2 separate regions of the Anas platyrhynchos genome follow, and region 1 is linked to region 2. A link is a contact called in public Hi-C data. All regions are on one chromosome and are shown on one strand. Each heading gives the region's core, a stretch centred on a gene start, on an enhancer-like site or on the middle of the called end of the contact. The rest is flanking DNA. Distances are from core to core; before and after follow the strand shown. Region 1 holds the start of CUX2 (cut like homeobox 2). Region 2 holds the start of ACAD10 (acyl-CoA dehydrogenase family member 10).

The links. Hi-C and Micro-C count contacts between places; a contact is called where the count stands out from the background.
Region 1: a Hi-C map of skeletal muscle shows a contact between it and region 2, with 2.5 times the contacts expected there. The contact joins the promoter of CUX2 here to the promoter of ACAD10 in region 2. A contact is called at or near these places in 2 of 8 Hi-C or Micro-C datasets (liver and skeletal muscle).

The regions. Positions count from the first base shown.
Region 1 is chr16:2,300,815-2,306,823 of IASCAAS_PekinDuck_T2T, forward strand. It overlaps CUX2 (cut like homeobox 2), which reads right to left and starts at 3,586. Exons shown (of 20, transcript XM_072024315.1): 1 at 3,521-3,586. The coding sequence starts at 3,577.
Region 2 is chr16:2,137,704-2,144,213 of IASCAAS_PekinDuck_T2T, forward strand. ACAD10 (acyl-CoA dehydrogenase family member 10) reads right to left here and starts at 2,843. Exons shown (of 15, transcript XM_072024163.1): 1 at 2,711-2,843; 2 at 1,231-1,797; 3 at 943-1,091; 4 at 1-162. The coding sequence starts at 1,258. It overlaps BRAP (BRCA1 associated protein), which reads left to right and starts at 2,800. Exons shown (of 12, transcript XM_038187363.2): 1 at 2,800-3,026; 2 at 3,104-3,250; 3 at 3,817-4,018; 4 at 4,758-4,947; 5 at 6,127-6,240. The coding sequence starts at 2,945.

The sequences.
Region 1 (6,009 bases), core at 2,336-4,835, 160 kb after region 2:
GCAGCGCCCCGAGCCAGCCCCGCAACGGGCACAGGATTTGCTCACCCACCCTGAGATCTCCGCGTGGGAAGGAACACCAAGGCTTACGAGGGGTGGGAAGCATCGTCCCCTTTCCCACCGAGGAGCTTCCCATCCCTTGACAACACAGCTGAGCACCCTACAGACCCACCACAACCACAGCGTGGTGGGAAAGAGACACAGCGGGGGCTTCCCCAGCCCCCAGCACCATCCCTGAGCTCCTTTGGGCTCTCCATGCCCTAGCTCCTCCCTTTGCCCTTTGGGCACGGTGACCCCTGGCACCTGCCCACCCTTCAACACCCACTCCTTGCTCTCCTTGCTGCAGAGGACACCTCTGCCAAGCGGGGGGAGCAGGGATTTGCCTCCATGCCACAAGGAACCGGTGCCCATTGCTGGGTCAGATCCACCAGCACCCATGTGCCGTACCCCAGGTGAATTTTGATTTGGGCCTCCGACGGGCTACGAGCACAAACTGAAACCGTTTCGGCAGCACAGAGAGCTTGAGGGTGCTGGCAGGGCTCTGGAGAGGCTGGAGGAACCCAGGAGATCCCACAGCTCCCTCCTTTATAGCCCCAAAACCACGCAGACCTGGGGGGGGGGCGAGGAAGTGAAGCTCCCCTGCTCGGAGCCCAAAGCAGCGCCGCCAAGTTTATCAGTCCAAGCTTCAGGAATTAAGCTTCAGCCAAGAGGACTGATAGCTTATTTACTGCTGTCATCTATATAAAGAAGAATTTTGACACATTGTTAAATGATAGCACATTTAGATAAGTCAAGCTGTCATATCATTTAATGGATGTCTAAACTCCCTCTGTAGCTGATATGTAAAATTTATGCACTTCAGAATATCATAAGGTTATAATATTTTAATCACATCCACATCTTTTTTTTTTTTTTTCTTTCCCTTTCCTCCCCCTAAACTTGGAGAAGACGCCAGCCACCGCAGCGGGCGCGCGAGGCTGCCGGCGCGCCGCGATCCGGCAGGGGCAGCGCCGAAGTTTCTGCCCAAGTCCCCGCCAAGTCTGCTCCTCCACGCGGGCACGCAGCGAGCGGGTGCATTGCAGGGAATAAAGCGAGCAGCGTTTCCTTTGACGAAGCCAACGCCGGAGCCATGTAGCCAGAGCTAATCTGCATAATGAGATGTGGAGACATTTATAAAAGATGGCTATAATAGGTCTCTCTCCCCTCACTTGCCGTTGTATTTATTATCCCAAATCAGCAGCTCGCAACTCTTCCCTTTTTTTTTTTTTTTTTGCTGTTTTAACACGGAGTGGGTTAGATTAGCATCCGGAATGCGGTGTGCGTAATCCGTACGGCGCTAAACCGAACATAATAAAACAAGAGCAAATTAAAGCACGGGGAAAAAAAATCAAGGTATGGAGCCCGTTATGACTATTACACACAAGAAAGCTGTAAAAAAATACTGCATTAGTAATGTACACAATAAAACAATCTCATAACCCAGTGAAATATGTCTGGTATTATCTTTGATAGAATTTTATCTCTTCTCATTTCCGAGACTATTTGCTGTAAAAAGGCTCGATGCCGTTTCGATCAAAGTGCTGCCGAGGAGCACATTATCTACATGTTTTACATATGCCCACCATTCATCAGGGCTGCTCAAACTCTGCCATTCCCAGCAAGCCCTAGGCCAGCAGAGCCGCTTAGACACATGCATTAAAGAGAAAGAAAAAAAGGAGAAAGGAGGAAAAAAAAAAAGAAAAGCTCTCAGAAGAAGAATAAATGGATTGTTTCCCTTCTTTTTTTTTTTTTCTTTTTAAATAGAGGGCATCAGGCCAAGCTGGCACAAGGTCACCTTTCCCACCGGGAGCCCGGGGAGGCGGCAGCACCGCTGCCTGGACACAGGTCCCCCACCAGCACCGCTGCCGTCCCCGCTCAGCGCCCACCTCCCCAGCTCCCCGCCACGCAAAGTTGCCCCTCATCACCTGCCCCGCTCCGCCGACCCCTTGGCAAAGTGCCTGCCAAGATTTGCCTTGAATTCCAGGTTCTGCACCCAAAAACTCAGCGGCGTGATGTACCCAGGGATGCTTTCGCAGCCGGGGCGCTCGCAGCCCTAATCCCTTTCCCACCACAATGCCATAAGCCAGCAGCGGTGGCGAGCCGGCTCTCCGTGCTACCTGCATGACTTTTAGGGTCGGCTATCGCAGACCCTAAAGCCGCTTAAAACCCAAAACGCATTAAAATGCCCAAACTGCCGATACGGCACCGGAGCTTTTACATCGCCTTGAGGTTTGTTTACCCCCCCCGCGTTTTTAAACTCCGGGCCACCCTGTGGGGGCCAAAAACCCCTTTGAACACCCTTGTAAACCTTTGGGGTTGGCTTTCGCCCCCCTTTTCGGCGGCACCTCTATTGTGTTAATTACCGGGCTCCCTTAATTGCCGGGCTCCCCAACACCCAGGTACCCATGGCAGGGGGGGGGCCGGTTGGGAGCACCCCCCGCGTCCCCCTCCCCGCTTTCCCTTCCCCTCCCTCCCGTTTAACAAAGGGACTTACCGTCAATTTCCCGGCCCCTCTGGCAGCCTACAGCTGGATAGCAGCAACCGTGACCTGCACGGAACCACAAAGGAGCTCTCCGAGATAACCGGATCCATCCCGGGGCCGCATCACATCGCCCCCCCCCAGCCCCGGACCTCGGAGCCTGACACCGCTCCCGAGAGAAACCGGGACACGGGGGAGGGGACGGGGATGGGGGGGGGGAAAAAAGCCCCCGGGAGCAGCCCCCGATTCCTCACGCTGCCTCCTCCAGCCCCCAATAACAATAGGAGCGCAGGGGGGGGGCTCCGGCCGGCCCCGGGCACGTCTCCACCTCCTCCCTTCCTCCTCCTCCTCCTCCTCCTCTTTCCCCTGTGCTACGATCGCGAACCGAGCCCCCCCCCAAAAAAAAAACCCTCCGAGCCCCCCCCCTCGTTCCCTGCTTCGCTTCCACCGGGCACCTGCGGCTCCGAGGTCGTAGGGGGGGGGGTGAAAACTTGGCAGCGGGGCTGCCTGGAGGGTTTTTTTTTTTTTGGGGGGGGTGTCCGTCTGTCTGTCCGTCTGTCTGTCCGTCTGTCCCCGAAGTTCAGCCGCCGCCCTCCCAACTTGCCGCCCGCCGGGGCGGGGCACGGAGCCGCCCCCCCCCCCTTTACCCTCCCCATATTTATCTCCATTCCCGACCCGGTGCCGGCTCTGTCACCTTGGGGCGGGGGCCGGGTGGCTCCATGCCCCCCGCTGCTGCTGCTGCTGCTGCTCCTCCGTGCTCCCGGCGGCACCGAAACAAAGAAGCGGAGGAGCCGGCGGAGAAGGAGCCGGAGCCGGTGGAGGAGGAGGAGGAGGAGGCGGCGGCGGCGGGGGATCAATTCCTGATACCTATCGATGGGGAAGGGCGGGCGGAGGGAGGGGACGGCGGAGCAGCGGGGGGAGGGCTGGGGGAGGCCGCCCGCCCCTTCTCCCCGCCGCACGCCGAGGCTGAGGCGCTCGGGGGCCGCCGCCGCCGCCGCCACCAACCTGCAGCCGGCGGACAGCGAAGCGGCCCCGGCACCCGGCTCCCACCTCGGCGGCCATCTTGGGGCACGGAGCCGGGGAGACGCCGAGCCCGGCCCGGCCCCGAGCCCGCCCGCCCGCCGGCATCGCCTCCACACGGCTCCGTTCCTCACAGGGGGGGAGCCGCAGGGCCCCCTGAGGAAAGTTGGGAGGTGGCGGTCCCGAGCTGGCCCCCCGGTGGGGGTGTGTGTGTGGGGGGGATCTTTACCCGCCCTCAAGGCTCCCCTCAAGGCGTCGTGAGGGTTTGGTGCTGGAAAGGGGGGGAATTTGGGTGTAAATCCCGCTGTGGGCACACCGAGCCCAGCAGGACAGGAGCTTCATGTGGATCACACCGGGTTTCACGTTTTGTTTTCCTCAAACCAAGGGGTGAAATGGGGCTGGGGGGTAATGGGGGTCACGGCGCTGCTGGCTGAGATTTGGGGAGCAGAAGGGATGCTCCGTCCCTGGCCAGGCAATAAATTCCTGCTGAGGAGCTGGCAGCGAGAGCCTGAACACCTACAAGAGCTCAGGAGGTGCTGTAGGGCCAGACCACATCCCATGCTGTGCCCTACAGGCATGGCTCAGGTCCAGTCCCTCTTTTCTCGCTCCTTTTTTACCCCCCTGAGCCAGGAGTGGGGTCCGGGAGGAGAAGAGAGGCACCCAACGTGACCTTGGCACGCCCTGGCCGCCCGCAATCCCACGATCACAAAACGCCCCGGGGCAGAGGAGCGAGTGAGGAGAAAATCAAAGTGCAAAAAATAAAAATAAAAACGATTTGCAGGAGCCGAGACAGTTGGTGTTAAGGAGAGCCTGGCTGCACCGCTGGCCCCTCACCGGGGCTGCCACCAGCCCCCGGTGCTGGGCCACGAGGGCAAACTCCACGCTGAACCCACGACCCCAGTGGCACCAACACCACAACAGAGGCGCCCAGGGCCTCTCACAGATTTTGGTTACCTGCTGTAGGACACCATCAGAGACAGGTGGTGGGCGAGGGGACCCTCCCCTGTGCCCGCAGAGCTGATCCGTGCCCACCGCGCTCCCTCTGAGGGCACGGAGGATCCCGCTCATCCATCAGGAGTAAAAACCAGCGCGGCGTCTTCGGCGAGCAAACTCAATTGTGGGCTTCAAAGGAATGTTTCTGTTCGGCCAAATCATTCATAACTCACTCCTCGAAGAGGAGAGGGGCTGCGCCCCGAGGCCAGCAGCGTGTCCCCAGCCACCTCGGGCACCGCGGGGACAGCGAGGGGACCCGGCCCTGCTGCCCCCCTGCCTCTCCTGGCCCCCCCCCAGCCCGGGCAGCGCCGCGGGGCGCAGGTTAATAAATCAGTTTGTCTCCAGAACGGCTCGCTTTGTGCGCCTGACAATAGCCCGTTGTAAATGGCAGCCCCTCGCCTCCTCTTCTGAAAGGCTTTTAATTAAAATATGGCAGGAGATTTTCTGCGTACTTAAAAATAATAAAATAAAAAATATAAAAAAAAATGTTGGGTTTCAGCACGCTCCCATTTCAGGCGTTAATTTATTCTCGCCTTCCTGTCATTTGTGATCCCCCCGATAAGTCCTTTGTACGGCGATCCGGCCCCATCAGGCGATGGGGGCAGCGGGTGCTTCATCCCCAGGGTGGGCAGGGGGACGCGGGGACCTGCACCTAGCCAAACCAGTGCTCCCAGTGCCCCCAGTGCCACGTCAAATGATTTAAACTGTTGCTTGACGGCGTGGCGGCCCGCTGCTGGAGGTGATTCCCCCTGCTTCATGATCAGCTGCCCTCTCCCCACAGCCTGCCCCTCTCCTTCCCACCCCCTTTCTTCCCTACCTCCCCCCTTACTCCCCTCCCTGCCCTTCCCCTTACCCCTCTCCTCCTCATCCTCTCCTTGCCCCTCTCCCTTCCTCCCCTACATCCCGGCCCCTCTCCCTTCCTCCTCACCCTCTCCCTGCCCCTCTCCTCCTCCTTTTCCTGTCCCTCTCCCTTCCTCCCCCCATCTCCATCCCTCTCCCTTCCTCCCCCCTCTCCCTACCCCTCTCCTTTCCTCCTCACCCTCTCCCTGCCCCTCTCCTCCTCTCCCTCTCCCCATCCCTCTCCCTTCCTCCCCCCATCCCCATCCCTCTCCCTTCCTCCTACCGCCTCTCCCTGCCCCTCTCCTCTCCCTCTCCCCATCCCTCTCCCTCCCTCCCCCGTCCCTGCCCTCTCCCCGTCCCCTCCCCTCCCTCTCCCCGCAGCCCCCTCCCCGCTCCCGTTACACCGGCGACACCTGGCGGCCACCGCGCCCCGCAGCGCGGGCAGGGACCGGGACACGGGGAGGGGGACAAGGGGGGGGACACACGGGGGGGGAGGACAAACAGGGGACAGCGGGGGGGACACGGCTGCACAGATTGGGGGTGAGGAGAGACACAGGTAAAGGCTGAGGCTGTGACACCGCTGGGAACACGGGGGGCACGGGGATGGGGACATGGGGGGGACACCGGGGACACGGGGGGGG
Region 2 (6,510 bases), core at 1,593-4,092:
GCTCTCCCCATTTGACAGACGGAAGCTGTTGCTCAGAAGAGCTGTCTTAAGGCCTTCCGCACGGATACACTGCACGGCTTCTGCCATTGTGGGGAGCTGTTTTATCATCTCATGTCTGATTAAGTTGGAGAGAAAAGAGTCCACTGGAACACAGACGTTTGCCTAGGAAACCAGAGAAACCCCCAAGAATGATAATTAGCCATAGATGGTTTTTGAGCAGGAAGGGGAATGAGAGCGGTTGGGTAGGTAGATTGCCCGATCATCTTATCTTGCTGCCCCGCTTCCTCTGGCAGCAGAAGGCAGACAGTGAATCTCCCAGCTAAATTGCTTAGGCCAAATCTGGTTCTCAGATTACTAATTCTACAGAAGCGGCAAAGCTAAAGAGCCGATTTTGGCAAAGAGGAATAGGCTAAGACTGATCCTGTCATGGAATCGAGGCAGGTTAGAGATAAATACTGGATTACCATTCAACAGGAGGGAAAGGAATCTGCATTTCAGACTCAGATGTTTCAAAAAGCCCTCATCAGGCTTCTACTGATCTTAAGAACCCTACTCAGAGACCACTGTCTCCATCTGTCAAGCACATTCACGTATGAACTAGCAGCAGAAGCCTTTCAGCTGGCCTTTGATTCTCTGATTTCTCATCTCAGGTGATCCCAGAGGTGTCTTCAGATCAGAAAGCTATGAAATATGGAGGAGGAGGCTGGTGGAAGTGAAGGCAAGTTCTGCTCACCATCCTGCCTGGGTAGCAGAATGATAACGGCAGTGAGAAGCCTGCCCTGATCAGACAGCAATGCTTCCCAGGTGGTAAATCCAAACCCTTCCTTGAAGGATTTATTTTAAAAGCTCCCCTTTCCTTACTGAACCACCAGGTTCCCATCTTGCAGAACCCATTTCCCTGCAGTCAGGAAGCACAAAGAGAGGAAGGGGTAGCTGGCTTACAATCTCAAAGCACTGCTGTCCCAGCTCCTGCAAGAACTCCACAGTCGTCAGCTCTCCTCTTGAGTACTTGAGAGAGGGACTGTTTTCCCCTCCAGAGGTTACAGCTTGTTGGATGGTGCCAGCTGGAATACAATTCTGGGCCTCCCAGTCTATGTAGAGAAAAGAAAGCCAGGAAAGAGCACATATGGCATCATCAGAACTGGGAAACTTGCTTCAAATCCCTCTGCAACCCTGAAACCTGACAGATAAGACTAATGAGAACCGATGTGATGGGCTGAGATAATTTACCTAGACACAGAGATAAGAGGTTTAGCATTTCCCCAGACAAAGCACCCCGTCTTTATTTTTGGCGTGGTACCCTTGGGGTAAAAACACAGCTCTTTGTGTCCTGCAGGGCAGTGCCAACGTTAGGTGCTATCAACCAGTGCCATTACAGGGCCGATTTATCACCAGAAGTGGCCGGGCCCTGGCCTGGAGATGTCAACACGGTTGCCAGCTGCTGACAGTTCTAGCGCTTCTGATGGCGCAATCGGGAACGCTGCACAGCGAGCGGTGACCATCGCAGCCTCTGCAGCTTCTCCAACATCTCACCCGCTGCAGAGCCAACCGCCAGCGCCATTTGAAGCGGATTTTACCTACACGCACAGGAACGAGAAGACTGGATGAGAAATGAGAGCACGCACCCGCGGCCGTCCTGTGTGGGGCCGGGAGGAGCACCCCGCTCGCGTCCCAGACCACGGCTCTGTAAGGGCTCCGGCCACATCGCATCCACCGGGCTGAGGCAGTGGGCGGCGGGGCCACGGCCCAACGTGGGCAGGGGGAGCGGGCAGCGCGCCTCAGGAACATGTCCCGGCCCTGTGGAAACATCAAGGGGGTCACAGCGACGGCCGGGGCAGCGCCTGATACCCAGCGGGGCTCTGAGGGGGAACCGGGGCTGAGCTGCGGGACGCTAAGGGGCAGGTGGGAGGGGAAAGGACTGAGGCGTTTGGGGGCATTTGGAGGTGTTTCAGGGAGTTTCGGGGGTGCTTTGGGACATTTTGAGGCATTTTGGGACGTTTTGTGGTGTTTGGGGGCGTTTTAGGGGCATTTTGAGATGTTTGGGGGTGTTTGGCGGGGCTTTGGGGTGTTTTAGGGGAATTTTGAGACGTTTGGAAGTAGTTTGGTCCATTTTGTGGTAGTTTGGGGCGTTTTAGGGGCATTTTGAGGCATCTGGGGGCATTTTAGGGGCATTTTGAGGTGTTTGGGGACCCTTTGGGCTGTTTTGTGGTGTTTGGGGGCCATTTTAGGGCCATTTTAGGCCATTTTGAGGTAATTCATGGTGTTTGGAAGCTTTTTAGAGGCGTTTAGGACCATTTTGGAGCACCTTGTGGTGTTTGAGGGGCATTTTGGGGCACCTTGTGGCGTTTGGGGGGGCATTGTGGGCCATTTTGAAGCATTTCATAGCGTTTGGGCGCTTTGGGGCCATTTTGAGACACTCAGTGGCGTTTTGGGGGCCATTTTGGGGCACTTTGCGGCATTTGGGAGCTTTGGGGCCATTTTGAGACACTGTGTGGCGTTTTGGGGGCACGTTGGGGCCATTTTGGGGACACTTTGTGGTGTTTTGCAGCCGTTTCAGAGCCATTTTAAAGCACTTTGGGCCACGAGGCCCAGCCCTGCGGCCTGCCCGTGCAGGATCACAGCCCCCCCCCTCCCCCCCTCCCCTCAGGCCGGGCATTGCCAGGCCCCGGCTCCGGCTTCACCCCGCGCGCCAACTCTCGCGAGAACTCACCGCCAAACCTCGCGAGAACCACGCCAGCCCCCCGCGGCGAGCCCCCTCTCTCCCCACACCACCCAGCCCCGCCCCCTCGTGACGTCATCACGCCGACGTGACCCGGCGGGGTCAGAGGGGAGAGGTGCGCGAGGCGGAAGCGGCGCCTCAGAGCTCCCGGTGGCGGCGGCGGAGGAGGAGGAGGAAAAAAAGGAGGCGGCGGCGGGGCCGGGCGGGGCCGTGCCGGGCCCACCCATGAGCGTGTCGCTGGTGGTGATCCGCCTGGAGCTGGGCGAGCACTCGCCGCTGCCCGCCGGCTTCGCCTACAGCGCGGCCGGTGAGTGCGGCCTGCTCCCGGTAGGGCCTACACCGGGAGCTAGGCCTTGATGTTTACCCCCCCCCCTCTCCTCACAGCTCCCGACATGGCGGCGGACAGCAGCGGCGCGGCCCCGGCCTGCCTGCAAGGGAAGGGCCCCGGGGAGCGGGCGGCCATCCTGCACCAGCACCTGGGCCGCAGGGAGCTCACCGATGTCATCATCGAGACCATCCGGCCGCGGGCAGGTACGGGGAGGGGGTGTGGGGGGTGCCCGGTGCTGGCAGGAGCCTGCTGCTGCTACTGGGGTGCTCCCCGGTGGGGTCTGGTATCTAGAAAAGGGGGTCCAGGGGGTTGGTTGGGTTTTGGGGGGGTTTAAGGGAAGGAGTGCCCGGTTACAGTAGTGTCTGGGTTGTGGTGGTGTCTCTGATGCCCCCAGAGCAGCGCAGGAGGAGCTGACACCACGGCGCTCGCCTTGCTTGTGCTTGGCAAACCCGTCCAGGTTGCTCTGTGTTGGTGATGGCAGCTGGCAGGATTTAACCTGGCACCAAGCAGACCCCGCCTGTCAGGGTTTAACCCGGCACAGGTCAGAACTCGCACACCAGGGTCTTGCTACGGGCTCTCACTGGACTTTTGGCAACTCCCCAGAACCAAAAAGCTGAGCTGGGTCTCATTCTGCCACCTTCCAGGGGTACAGTTTGATTCCTCACAGTTCAACTTCTCAGTCTGGTTGCGTTCCTGCAGGCTGTGCTCAGGGAACAGTGAGCGTTTCTCGTGTGTGGTTAGTAATCTGAAAGCTTCTGGTTTGTAAAAGATGAACCAAAAGGTGCCGTGGAAGGAAGGAAATCTTCGGAGGCTGCATCTGCTGAGGACAAAACCAACCCCGATGAGCAGAGCAAAGAGCGTGAGGCTGCTCCGGACTCGCCTTCCAAGCAGCTCCCTGACCAGATCTCCTTCTTCAGCGGGAATCCGTCGGTTGAAATCGTTCACGGCATCATGCACCTGTACAAAACAAAGTAAGGATGCCTGACTCACGGCAGCTCCCTGGGAGCCACGCTCCTGAGCCGTGAGGCCAGCAGGAAGGGCGGGTCAGTCGCCCCGGGCTGTGGCAGGCAGGAAGGGTGACCCAAACCCACGGGCCTGGGGTGGTGCTGGAGCTCGGGGTTGGCTTGGAGCTGGCTGTAAGAAATGGGGTTCCTAAAAAAAGGGAAAAAAGCAGTTTCTCGAGGGATCCTGCAGTTGAATTGTGGTCTGCAGGGTCTTGGCGGCAGGCCTGAGGAGCTCCCTGAAGCAGGAGGCTTCGTCCTGTGTTTCAGGGCTTATAATTCCACTCCCTTTCCTGGCAATAGCACGAGAAATTCCATTTCAGATCTGCCTGAGAGCTGTCAGGAGACACAAAATGAGCATTTGAAATGGGAACAAACATTGCTCATTTGTTCTAGGAGTAGTTCTGAGTATCTGTGGCTTGTCAACTTCAATTGTTTTTCTCAAAAACAGCTGTCAGGTTATTCCTGAAGCAGCCATTATTTATTGGAGCTGCTGTTTTAATCCTTTGCTAAAAAGTGAGAGTTTCGTGTGGGTATTAAGGACTCCCAACAGCCCCTTGCTTCTTTGTAACTGTTCACAAACATGCAAAAGAGCGTTCAGGGTGACAAAAGAACTGTCCTAGTAGCTGCAGCTGTGGGAGGGGTGGTAAAAGCTGTGCCTTTGCCCCCCCTGGAGTGACGTGAGGCCGTGTAACCGTTCCCTTCGCAGCAAAATGACCTCCCTGAAGGAGGACGTCCGGCGCAGCGCCATGCTCTGCATCCTCACGGTCCCCGCCACCATGACCAGCCACGACCTGATGAAGTTTGTGGCTTCTTTCTACGACGTCATCGAGCACATGAAAATCATCCGGGACTCCACTCCCAACCAGTACATGGTGCTGATCAAGTTCAGCTCCCAGGTAAGAGCTGGAGGCCCCTGAGCCTCAGGAGGGCTCTACAGCTGCTGGGTGGCTTCACTGGCCAGCTCTTAGCCAACCTCATGGTTTATCCTCAGTGAAACAGCTCTGTCCTAAAGCCCAGCACCTCCCTGGGGCTACTGGCTGAGGTTCTTCCCACTCCCTGACCCACAGGGAAGTGTCTGCACGGTCTGTCCAGCCTATTTCTTGTTGGCAGGGGATTTAAAAGCTGTTAGGCATTACCTAGACGCCCTGTTCTCTGCCATCAGAGCACATTCAGGGTGGTGCATTGTGCTGTGCTGAGCAGAAAGACCCCAGCCAGTGGGGTTTTGATTCTGTTCTAGGAAAAACTTGGTCTGCTGAGGAACTGTGCAGCGGGAAAAGGATGGTCTGACCCCAAAACTGAGGGCCTTGGGGATGCAGTATTTGTGTGCAAGCTGTGCTACGTGCAGTAGCTGTGAAGATGCATTTTGTGTGTCTCCCTATCCAATTTCAAATACCTAGCACTGAACAGCCTCAAAACCATGAACAAATCACCCTGAAATCCCTGCTAAGACGAATCCCCACAGCCCTGTTCCCCAGTGACCCCTAACGGCTGCCTGCAGGTAGCAAAAACAAATCTCCTGGGCTTTTAGTTATCTGCCTCATGTGACAAAGAGCAAGGGAATGTGGCATTTGGCTCTCAACGTGTGTGATTGTTGGCGAGGTGAAGGGTCTGGGGAGGTTACCCCCTGAAAATGGGTGACATTTGGTGGGGTTGGGTTTGGTTCTGCCTCTTTGCAGGTGGCTCAGAGCCTGCCGGAGCTGCTACAAGTGGATGGATTCCTGCCCTCACTGAGCCTCTCCCTTTCCCTGACCCGAGTATCGGTGTCCTGCGACGTGGCCCTCTGAAATTTTCACAAAGAGACTAAATTTGCTTTGCAAATGCACTGAAACCGCTGACAGGGAGCGAAAGAGATGCTGAAGGGGAATCCGTTATTCCTGCTGAGTGCTCAGATGCTGGAGCTGCCTTCACGGCTCCGCGTCGTGTCCTCGGGTGGCAGCGCTGAGCCCAGCCCCAGGCTGAACTGATTCCCTGAGGCTTGGTGGAGGGGAGAGGAGAGGACGCAGCAGATTTCTCCTCTCCCTTGGCTGTCTCAGCTGCAAGCCTTCTCTTTTTAACGCCTTCCCTTGTGTGTACAGGCTGATGCAGACAGCTTCTACATGGCGTGCAACGGCCGGCAGTTCAACTCCATCGAGGAGGACGTGTGCCAGCTGGTGTACGTGGAGCGCGCAGAGGTCTTCAAGTCAGAAGATGTAAGTTTTTTTTTGTTTTCCTTTCTTTTCCCCTGAACTTTGGAGGCTTAACAGAATTATTTATGCTGGACAGAACGCTGCAAGAAGCGCTTCACTGCTTCAATCCAGAGCTCGTTTCACATTCCAGTGCTGTTCCTACTTGGGAGAGTTTGTTTGGTGGCTCTGTAGGCTTCGTGCCTCGCTTCTGCAGTGTCTCTGACCTAACCCTGCCAGGTGCAGTGGTCTGGTGGATCCAGAAAACGTGGTGGGACAGCAGCAGCCGCACTGATC